Regions from separate parts of the Mus musculus genome. Here all the other regions are linked to region 3. Evidence: chromatin contacts called from public Micro-C and promoter capture Hi-C data. All regions are on one chromosome and are shown on one strand. Each heading gives the region's core, a stretch centred on a gene start, on an enhancer-like site or on the middle of the called end of the contact. The rest is flanking DNA. Distances are from core to core; before and after follow the strand shown.

Region 1 (3,174 bases), core at 188-2,687, 520 kb before region 3:
TCCACCATTTTTAGTTTATGAGATGATGTTATTTTACACGAGATTATTGAAGACCTACTAAATTTAAAATACAAAAAATGCACTTATTTCCTAAGTACAAGTATCTCAAGTGTGAAACAGACAATAATTGTATTGGACAGTTCTAAATACCAGTTTGAAACAGATTGTGCAGCAGTTTGGAAAAGACTACTAAAAGACTGAAACTACTTGGAACTCTTCAAGAATATCAGGAAGTAGAATGCAATTAGTCAAACTGGGATTTGATCCTACACTAGAGGAGTGAATACTCATTCTTAGAAAGATCGCCAGAATTTCGGAAATAGGTTATTTATGGGTTTTTTTTTTTTCCTTTTATTTTTTTGGTGAAAATTCAAGATACAGAAACAGTTAAAGAACAGACAAGAAGACATAGAAAAAAAAGAATGCTGGACGTTCAATGCAGCCAATTCCAGACCATAGCTCAATTTCTTCAATGCTAACAAAGTACATAGCCAAGCAAAGGTAATTTAATACTACTTTTCCTTTCCTTTGATCAACTTTACATGAAGGTCATAATAAGGACGTAAATCGAAAGAAATCTAAGTCTGCCTAAGTCAAAACTGCATTAAGATAAGCAGCATTTGAGTAATTTGGAGCTTGGAATCAAACCCAGTATTTTAAGTGTAGTACTCAGGGAATACAGCTCAGGGCTCAGGAAAGTTCGCCAACACCCTTGCTGAGAACAAATTCAATAAGGGAGAACAGAAACCAGGGACACAGATGAACAGGCTCTGACGTGAAAAAGGTAAAGATGAATGGAATAATGTCTGATCCCTGAAAGCTTTCCTTACACTGCACGAAACTGCAGAGTTTAAGCTAAAATGGGATTTCCTAGGGCAGTGCTCCCAGATTTCAACAATAGTAGGCGAGTGCCTGAGGAAGCCCAGGGTTGGTTCTGGAGACGACACATGCGGCAGGCAAAGGCTCCCAGCCCGGACAGGTCTGCTCGTCCGCCCTCAGTCTCCCAAGACCCTGGGACCCGAGTGATTGGGCAGGCTTCACGGGAAGGGCCACGGCGGGCGGGACCGCGGCGGGATTTTCCTCTCCGCTCATTCATTCTCTGATTCATTGGTTCCTGGAGGCGACTCACACGGACGCGCGCTGGAAAGGCAGGGCGCGGAGGACGGCCGCGGCTGGGTGCGGCCCGGCGCCTGAGGGGCGGCCGGTTGGGTGGGGGTGGGGGGTGCGGCTGTCCAGGCCGGGAGGGGCGCGCGCGTGCGCGCGTGCCGGGGAGCAGGAGAGGCGCGCGGCCGCCTGCGCCGGAAGTGAGCGGTGGCCGCGGCGGGGAGCGCGCGGTCAGGCGCAAGTCGGTCCGCCCTTGGGCCGCGCGGCCCTCAGCCCCGCCCAGTGTGCCGGGGCAGGACGCGCGGGCTCTGTGATCCGCGCCGCGGGGCTCTGCGGCCGCCCCGCCCAGTCCCCGCCGACGCCCGCTCTGTGGGTCGGTCAGTCAGTCGCCGAGCGCGCGCCGCGGGAGCTGCGGGCGCTCTCAGCGTTCGGGAGAGGAGCGTCGCCCCTGGAGAGGCGGCGGCGGCGGCGACTGGAGGCGCGAGCAGCTGCTGCCTAGCGCAGGGCTCCGGGAGGGCCGAGGGGCTGCCACGGTGAGTGCTCCGCCACCTGGCCCTCGAGGTCCGGGAAAGGAGAGGTCTGGGTGCCCGGGAGGCGCTGCCGTCTCCATTTGCCCGGCGCCCGGCGTGGCCCTCCGAGCGAGTGCGGACGGCTGCAGCCCGGGGCGCGGTCCTTGCCGGTCAGGCTCTCAGCGTTGGGCTGAGCCCCGCCAGGCGGCCTGCGGTGGGTAGGGGGTCGGCGGGGCCTGGGTTGCACCCCGCGCCCCTCGGGGCTGCACCGTGCAGACAATGAGACCTGGGGCCGCCTGGGGAGGTGCGGCAGGGCTGATACTCCGCACTAGGGCGCCGGTGGCCGGGGACCGCGGGTGGAAAGGGACTGGCTCCCGGTAGCCGCAGAAACCGATGGCTGGGTGCGGGATTGTTCTAGCTTCCATGCCCTGCCTGCTTTCATAGATGAGTTCACTGCAGAGATTTAGAAAGGCGGGGCGCCTTCTGTGTCTTCTAATTAAGCCGGCAAAGTAATTGCTCTAGTGCTTTTTAGCTCCATCTCATCTTTCCGCGTACATTCCCGCCGGAAATCCAAACTGCAATTCAGTGGAGGACGGCAGAAAGAGGGAAGGCTGCCTAATAGTGTTGGTTAGGTTGCCTTCGTTTTAAGACACCTGAAAGATACCCTTTTCCTATTCAGGGGTTGTCTTAGGCTGGCCCCCCTGTGTGAACTGGAAACTACTTGATCCTTATGTATCAGAGTGAAATAGGAGCTTTGGGAAATGGTATGAGTTGCATGTTTCCTGTGTGTTGCATTTCATACATTTTATGGGAAGAACAGTTTGGGTGGACGCTGCCTGCAGCATTTCTCATGGAGAAGTGGAGAGCCGCCCAAGTAGGTAAAGTCCTCCCTAAAGGAACTGTAAAGGTAGCGGGCTAGGGCTGAGGCATCATTCGATTATTAAACGGTGGTATTGTGTTCGTAAGAATATTGAAGTGAGCACACAGTCACAGAAACCTCCTCAGGTATAGTGGGAGACACTTCTACAACACTTGAGTGGTGGAAACAGTGCGTTAGAACAGAGTAAAGTCACATTCCATGCGCTAGAATAGGCTAGCAACGTGATAGTGGACAAGCAAGCCGATAACTATGCAGTAGTTCCCTGCCGGTAAGCAGCAGTACTCCACCTGTTTTCCTTTCTAGCCTGTTGTCAAGAAGATTGAATAAGAAAATGTATGCAAAATTGGTAGCCCCTTGCTTGTCTCTGAGATGCTCAGTACGTGTTAAATTCCTTTTCCTCCTGCTGAGGGCGGAGTGTCTCCTGAGAGGGAGGGTCAGAAGTGAATGTTGGCAACAGTGAGTTGTTGAGGCATGTGTAGCATAAGACAGCAAAGAAAAGGTTGATTCTACATTGAGAGGTCAGTGGGGGGGGGGGGGGGGGATCTGTAAGCTGCCAGTATAAAGTGGAGCCTTTTAAAAGGTTGAATAATACTTCATTTTTAAAACAACGTTTTATTGTTATGTATTAATTATACATAATACTGGGTCTCATCATGATCTTTTCATACATGTGCATCATAT
Region 2 (3,531 bases), core at 197-2,696, 870 kb before region 3:
TTTCTTTTTCCCTCCCTTCCTCCCTTCCTTCCTTCCTTCCTTTCTTCCTTCCTCTCTTCTCTCTTCCTTCCTCCCCTTTTCTTGTCTTTCTATCACTTTGCCTTTCTTTCTTCCTTCGACTTAAAACTATTCCATCTTTAAAATAATTAACTAATTTATTTTCCCTTTACTTACTACTTCTTCTATTCTTTGAGATTAATATAATTACATTATTTCTCCTTTCTCTCCTCCAAACCTTCTCATGTACCCCTCCTTGCTTTTCTTTCAAATTCATGGCCCCCCTTTTCATTATTTGTTGTGATATGCACAGACTATAGTTATAGTCATTCTTAATGAAACCTGCCCATTCTATATGTTATTTGCTTTTTGTTTTGAAGGCTGACCATATGTTATTGGATAGTCAGCTGGTGTGCTTTTCCCTTGGCAATTTCCTACTCTCCATATTCCTTGGCTTCCTGTAGTTATTGCTATAGTGCTGAAGCATCTTGGTCTTTCCCCATCCACTTGGGTATGTCTATTGTTATTCATGTCCTTATTCAGCTCAAGTTTAGGCAGTCGTGTTGGTGAGACTTTATGGGTGTACCATTTGACATCCTAAGAGACACAATCTCTCAGTAAACTCTATGTACCTTTGGCTCTCATAGTCTTTCTGCCCCCTCTTCTGCTATGTCCCCTAAGCCTTAGGTGTGATAATTTAAAGAACTAAGAGTGTCTCAAAATCTTAAAGTGAATGAGGAAAACTTCTTATTTATTTGAATTTAGGTAAGTTTTGGGGGTGGGATTGGGGGTAAGGAGAAAAACCTTAATGTTACTGTGATATCAAGATCAAATGTACTCACGATTTCAAATGCCCCCCTTAAATCTCTTAACTTTACAGGATTTTCTAGCAGTGACAAAGAACTTGTTCTCCCCCATATGGGACTTAAGGAACTCTCATGGTTCCTTAAGTCCCAGCTGAGATCCCAGCAAGCTGCTGTGGCTAGTCTCAGCTCCTTCGCTACTGCTAGACCTCCTATATTCTTCTTGGAACTTGTCTGTAGGAAGCTGTTAAACCAAAAAGTAGAGGGTTTGGCTTTAACTTCTGGCATTTCTATAAATCACTGTCCTCAGCTTCTGAAAGAAAAAAAAAAAACGAAACCCATGTAGGAAAAACACCTCCTCCACCTCCATGTTCCAGAAGTCTCCACTCACCTTCAGAGAAGACTGGGATGAAAAGAAGAGTGAGCAGGGCTACAAAAGGCCAAGTCCTAGAAGGCAGCTGCAGTTGAGCTTTGTACCTCCGGAGTCCAAGACAAGCCATGGCTGGGGGGCAAATGTGCTGAGGTCCTCAGGGAGCAGAGTAAAACCCAACAGGATCCAGAAGCCTTGAGATGTGTTTGAACCCACACAGACTCGGGGACTTTATATAGACAGCTTTGATCCAAGGTACGTGCTACATATGTGTAGTGCACACACAGGACACCTGAACAGAGAGCCTTTTTGTTTTGGTTTTACGAGAAAGGAAGCCGTGGGTTTAGCTGTTACGTCGTAAAGACGACCTCAAATATTCAAACTAAAACTGAACAAAACAAGCAAATCCATGGATGGAAAATGTACTCAACTTGAAACTGAAGCTTCGAGTCACCTCTGAGGACCTGGAGACGTGGAGTCTTGGAGAGTATAATTTCTGTAGTACAAGGAATCCCTAAATCCCAGTCCCAACTTTATCCAGTCATCTGGTCATCTTTAATCCCCCAGTACTCTTACTTAGCGTCCCATGGCCATCCCTCTTAGTCCTGGAGCTGATGTCTGAATTTCTCTTTGGAAGGCACCAAGAAAAATTGTGTCCTTCTATGAGCCCCTCAGTACACAAAAGGGTTTATTTTTGCCTAACTCCACTTAGTATTTTACTGAGAGAAAAATGCCAAAATCACAAGAAATGAAAGACACACACACATTTGTACATGCACATGCATGCACACATATGCACACACAAACACACACACACAAAACAGGGAAAGGGGCCTCTGGTTTTGTCCGTTGGGAAATAAACCAGATGCTTTTAAAACTGTAACAACGGCAAAATAAAGTTGTGGATGGCCCAGAGAAAGTCAATCCAAATGAAAAGACATTTAAAACCTCCACAGGAGGATGGGCTTTTAAAAAAAATAGTAAAAATTTTCAAAGGTAGAAACTTAAAACTTGGAGGCACAGCTCAGTGATAGAGACGTAGTTCATATACCTCAGCAATGAAGACACAGCTCAGAGGTATAGATGTAGCTCAGTGGTAGAATACTTGCCTAGTATGCAGTAGACCTGAGGTTCAATTCCCAGCACCACCAAAACTAAGGATATATATTACCAGAATTCTTAACCTAAGCTGTAAAGAAGGGCAAACATTCAATCATAAATACTATGGTATTTTTATAATATTAAAATTATTTAGAATGTTCAGTATTTAAAATATTTAAGTATTCTCTATATTAATGCATATTAGATAGTTAGGATAATTAATACACACATATTTGTAGTGCATTTTTAGAAGACTATACATTGAAGACTTCTCTTAAGTCTGGGAAGCTCTCATATAGTTCAAGGATGAGAGGGGTGTTCACTGCAGATCTATAACATGCTATGAATTGTGGGCACTTGGGATGGGATGATGGCAGGATAAAAAAACCTAGTTGGTTGCCTGGCATGGCAGAGGATGCCTTTAATAAGAGCTCTTGGAAGGCAGTGGCAAGTAGATGCTCCCTTGTTTCTGTGGTTTCCTGCCATCTCTGCACCCCATCAGAAGAGGCTCTGTAGAGTCGGGACTGTATGCTTCCTTTAGAGCCTGCCCACTAGCATGTGCTCACACAGGCCTTTCATTCTGCATGCCATTTCCCACCATGCTTCCTTCGGGTCCTATGACAATGACACAAGCTTCCTACGCTGTATTTGCTCCTTCTATTTTGTTGCCTCCTCTCCACATCCCCTAGCATTTAGCTGAGGTGTCAACACCCTAAGAAGCTGCTTGTGAAGTGTCTCTTTTCTAGATTCCCCTAGCACTGTAGAGAAGCCTCCAATCCCCAATTCGTGTGGCAAGAAGCAATAACAACCTAATGGCATTAATAAGGAGCCAGGAACCAGACTGGCACTAAAGACTTTAAGTGTGTGTGTGTGTGTGTGTGTGTGTGTGTGTGTGTGTGTGTGTGTATTCCTGTCCTGTTGGAGAGCCATGGCAGTGGCAATGGCAGGCAGTTATACTTACATCATAATCATGGCAGAATGGGAATGAGATAGATGATAGTGTTGAAGTATTACGCAGTTAGAGAGGAGCAGGAACCATTGGTTCAAGTATGGACATCAGGGCAGTCTTCTTGGAGGAGGGATACACTGGACTCATTATTGATGACAAAAGTAAGAGGTAAGTATTCAGACAGAAAGAGCAGTATTTCCAGAGAACCTGGTGGGAGATGCTGCCTCTGCAAGAGCCAGTGAAACAGAAAAAGCCATCAGCACAACCAAGCTCAAACTTCATAAAACTGTCTTCTTGCCCGTTTTGAAGAG
Region 3 (3,112 bases), core at 233-2,732:
TTAAAAATTAAATAAATAAAAAAACCTGGAGCTGAAGGGGACTAGCAGTGATCCATCTAACACATTCTCAGCCAGGTCAGTGGGTTGCTTTCTAGCCCTGTCAGGAAGGGCAGTAGGTTCTGAAGTGGTTATGGGGCACCCAGAAGTTTCTGTCAGGTTTCTGGCTATTGGGAGGTAGAGATACTCCTGCAGGAGCTGCTGCGGCTACCTGTCAGGAGCTTTCCAGCTTCGATTACAGAGGCCTTTAATTCAAGGTCAGCAGTCCAGACTGCAGTTCACTCTTGCCATGGTTGTACTGTGGTCCTCCACACAAAGTTTTTGCCCATCTTTAGTCTTTTTCATTTTGCTCACCTGTTGCTTCGCTGACAGCTGGACTCATTCAATAGCTGTGACTACCACTCGCTCCTTGCCTGGGCTCCTCTCTGGAGCCTTAGAAAGAGCTGCGGCCCCACTGACCCATCTCAGTGTGACACAAGGAAGATCCGGAGAACTATAGTTGACCAATCATATCTGCTTCCTGCTAATTCATATTCCTCCAAGGATTTGGACTTTGAGGAGCAAGAGGAGCTATTTGACACTTTCCTAGAGGGGAAAATGTCCCAATATTGCATACAATTTCAAGTATTTGCCCATTATTTGAAATCCAAAATAGCTGTTGTAAGAATTTAAATTTATCTTAAAAGTTATAGTTCAAATCAGCCCTTTATAGAAGAAGTAGCTCTTTTTCTAGTCTAAAACTTAAAAACTTTACATACTACTTTGTAATTAATATTCTGTTTGGACCCCTTACTTCGTGTAGTTCTCCATGACCCCTCAGATGGTTATCCTAAGAGTTAAAGGGGGGGGTCGTTATCAGCCTATATATGTCATATATACAATTAATTCGTATGTTGTAAACCTTTAGGAAAGTTGAACTTGGACGTTAAAACTTGAAAAGGAAAGCACTTTGAGTTTATTATTCCTTACCAGTAATAATTTTCCATTAGCCTTATTTCCATTCCCACCCCCCCCCCCTTGGGGTTTTTTGGCTCGGACACCACTTTTGCTCTTGAAGTCAGTTATTAACAGTTGTCCCTCTTTAAACCTTTAAAGATGAGGGTGTGACGCCTCGCGTGAACACTTGCCTCGCGCCGAGCCCGAGTACTAAGTGGCAACTGAGGCGCAGAGGCAGCGAGGGGAAGGCAGGAGCCGGGAGACAAGGCCAAGCCGGTCTTCCACGCACCCACCTCGGCTGCCTCGGCTCAGTGAGGGTCCGGGACTCAGGGCCTGGCGCCCGTCACTTCTCACGAGCAAGCGACACCCAGGGCGCGCGGCCTCCGCGGGCGGAGAGAGGCGCCGGGGCGCGCAGAGCGGAGCCGAGCGGAGCCGCCGCGCGCAGGGCCGCGGGTTTAAATCTCCCGCCGCCGAGCCCCCCACCTCGGCGCACCGGCGCGGCGGGCGCGGGCTCGCGGGCTCGCGGGCGGCGGCTGGGCCGGTGCGCGGAAGAGCTCAGCGCGGCCCGAGCGGCGAGGAGCGGCGCGGCTCCGGCGGCGCGGTGAGGGTCCGGGGTCTGGCCCTCCGCTCCCTCAGGGCGGCGGGCGGCGGTGGCCAAACCTGGTTCCCATGACGACGGCGGGCGGGGGCGCGGGCCGCGCGCTCTCCGTGGGCCGGCCTCAGGCGGCGGCCTCGGCGGACCCGACCCGTCCGCGGCGGGGGCGTCTCCTGCGCTCCCTCCAGGGGAAGGAAGCCGCGGCCTGAGGCCGGCCTGGGCGCTCCCGATACGGGGCAGATGCTCACAGCCCTGCGTGCTTTCCTGCTGGCTGCCTATGTACGTCGCGCTTAATTTATTACTATTATTGTCCTGTTGTGGGATGTCTTCAGAACAGACCAATTGCGAGATGGACGTGGTGAGAACAGAACCTAAGCAAAGCTGCGGGTCGTGGTGATGTCGGAATGCATCACCTCGCGGGGGGTGTCGGTGCACAAAGCCTCCTCTCCCAGGTGGGGACCCCAGCATCACCGCACGGATTCGGCTGGGGAAAAGCAGGCCAGGTGTCTCTGACCACTGACCTCACCTGGGTGATGATGCAGGCAGCCGATACCTGATGCTCTAAGAAAAATGGAGACGGGAAAAACAATCCTGCTTGGCGTCCTACCCGTGAGCTGTGGGCTTGCCAGTAGTGTGTGTGAATCGGGGATGCCATATAATGTATGATCTTCATGCACAAAACACACAACCTGCTAGCAACTCTGGGTCGCTGAAATAGTTTGTGGGGAGATGATGTTTCCCTGCGGTTTGGGCTCTAAGTATTTAAGTATTGGATTATTTGATTCTGGCTTAAGCGAAGTTTTGTAAAGTAATATTGTAAATACATCAATATTTAGCAGCTACAGGTACCTCATTCTTTAATGGAAATTAATTATATCTTTCAGTTATACATTTACTGGCCAAGAAAACATCTCCTAATGGTGGATATATATATATTTTATATGACCAAAGTTAAAAAATCATCTTATATTATCAGTTCATAACATTACCAGTTTTCTTTGAACTTTCTGTACTTATTTTAATAATGTGAAATGGGTTGTACATGTAGGTATTAAAAATAGCAAAGCACTGTCTAATTACCAGCAATCCTAACTGCTAGAGAAATCATTATAAGCTTTAAAAAAAGATTTATCTATTTATTTCATGTATGTAGGTATACTGTCACTGTCGTCAGACACATCAGAAGTTGGCATCGGATGCCCATTACAGATGGTTGTAGCCACCATGTGGTTGCTGGGAATTGAACTCAGGACCGCTGGAAGAGCAGTCAGTACTCTTAACCACTGAGCCATCTCTCCAGCCCTAGAGAAATCATTATAATCTTAGAGTTAGAAGGGTGATGAGATCCCAGTTCAAAAAACAAAACTAAACATGAGACTGATGGGAAAAGCAGAAATCCATATTTTCATTGTAGATGTTTGTCATGAAAATTAAATTTATTCCAATGACTGAAGTAAGACCAAATATCAAAATGTGCAACATAATAGACTACATTGTTTTATACTAACAAACTCTGGTTTTCTGTAGTACATACACTGAGTAAAATCTTATTTTTAACTTCTTTAAATCTGTATTATTTATATT

Evidence for each region. Promoter capture Hi-C pulls out the DNA fragments that hold promoters and counts their contacts. A called contact is a pair of places that touch in the nucleus more often than the background predicts.
Region 1: a Micro-C map of embryonic stem cells shows a contact between it and region 3, with 4 times the contacts expected there. The contact joins the promoter of Raph1 here to the promoter of Ica1l in region 3. A contact is called at or near these places in 2 of 39 promoter capture datasets (cranial neural crest and maxillary cranial neural crest) and 1 of 484 Hi-C or Micro-C datasets (embryonic stem cells).
Region 2: a contact with region 3 is called in a promoter capture Hi-C map of second pharyngeal arch cranial neural crest, with 3 times the contacts expected there. The contact joins the promoter of Ctla4 here to the promoter of Ica1l in region 3. A contact is called at or near these places in 4 of 39 promoter capture datasets (hippocampal neurons, maxillary cranial neural crest, pre-B cells and 1 more), 2 of 115 datasets of contacts at active chromatin or transcription factors (large pre-B cells and memory CD8 T cells) and 1 of 9 other capture datasets (macrophages).

Annotation. Positions count from the first base shown.
Region 1 is chr1:60,565,028-60,568,201 of GRCm38.p6, reverse strand. Raph1 (Ras association (RalGDS/AF-6) and pleckstrin homology domains 1) reads left to right here and starts at 1,437. Exons shown (of 14, transcript NM_001045513.3): 1 at 1,437-1,637.
Region 2 is chr1:60,906,940-60,910,470 of GRCm38.p6, reverse strand. Ctla4 (cytotoxic T-lymphocyte-associated protein 4) reads right to left here and starts at 1,446. Exons shown (of 4, transcript NM_009843.4): 1 at 1,192-1,446. The coding sequence starts at 1,300.
Region 3 is chr1:60,041,492-60,044,603 of GRCm38.p6, reverse strand. It overlaps Ica1l (islet cell autoantigen 1-like), which reads left to right and starts at 1,482. Exons shown (of 11, transcript NM_027407.4): 1 at 1,482-1,807.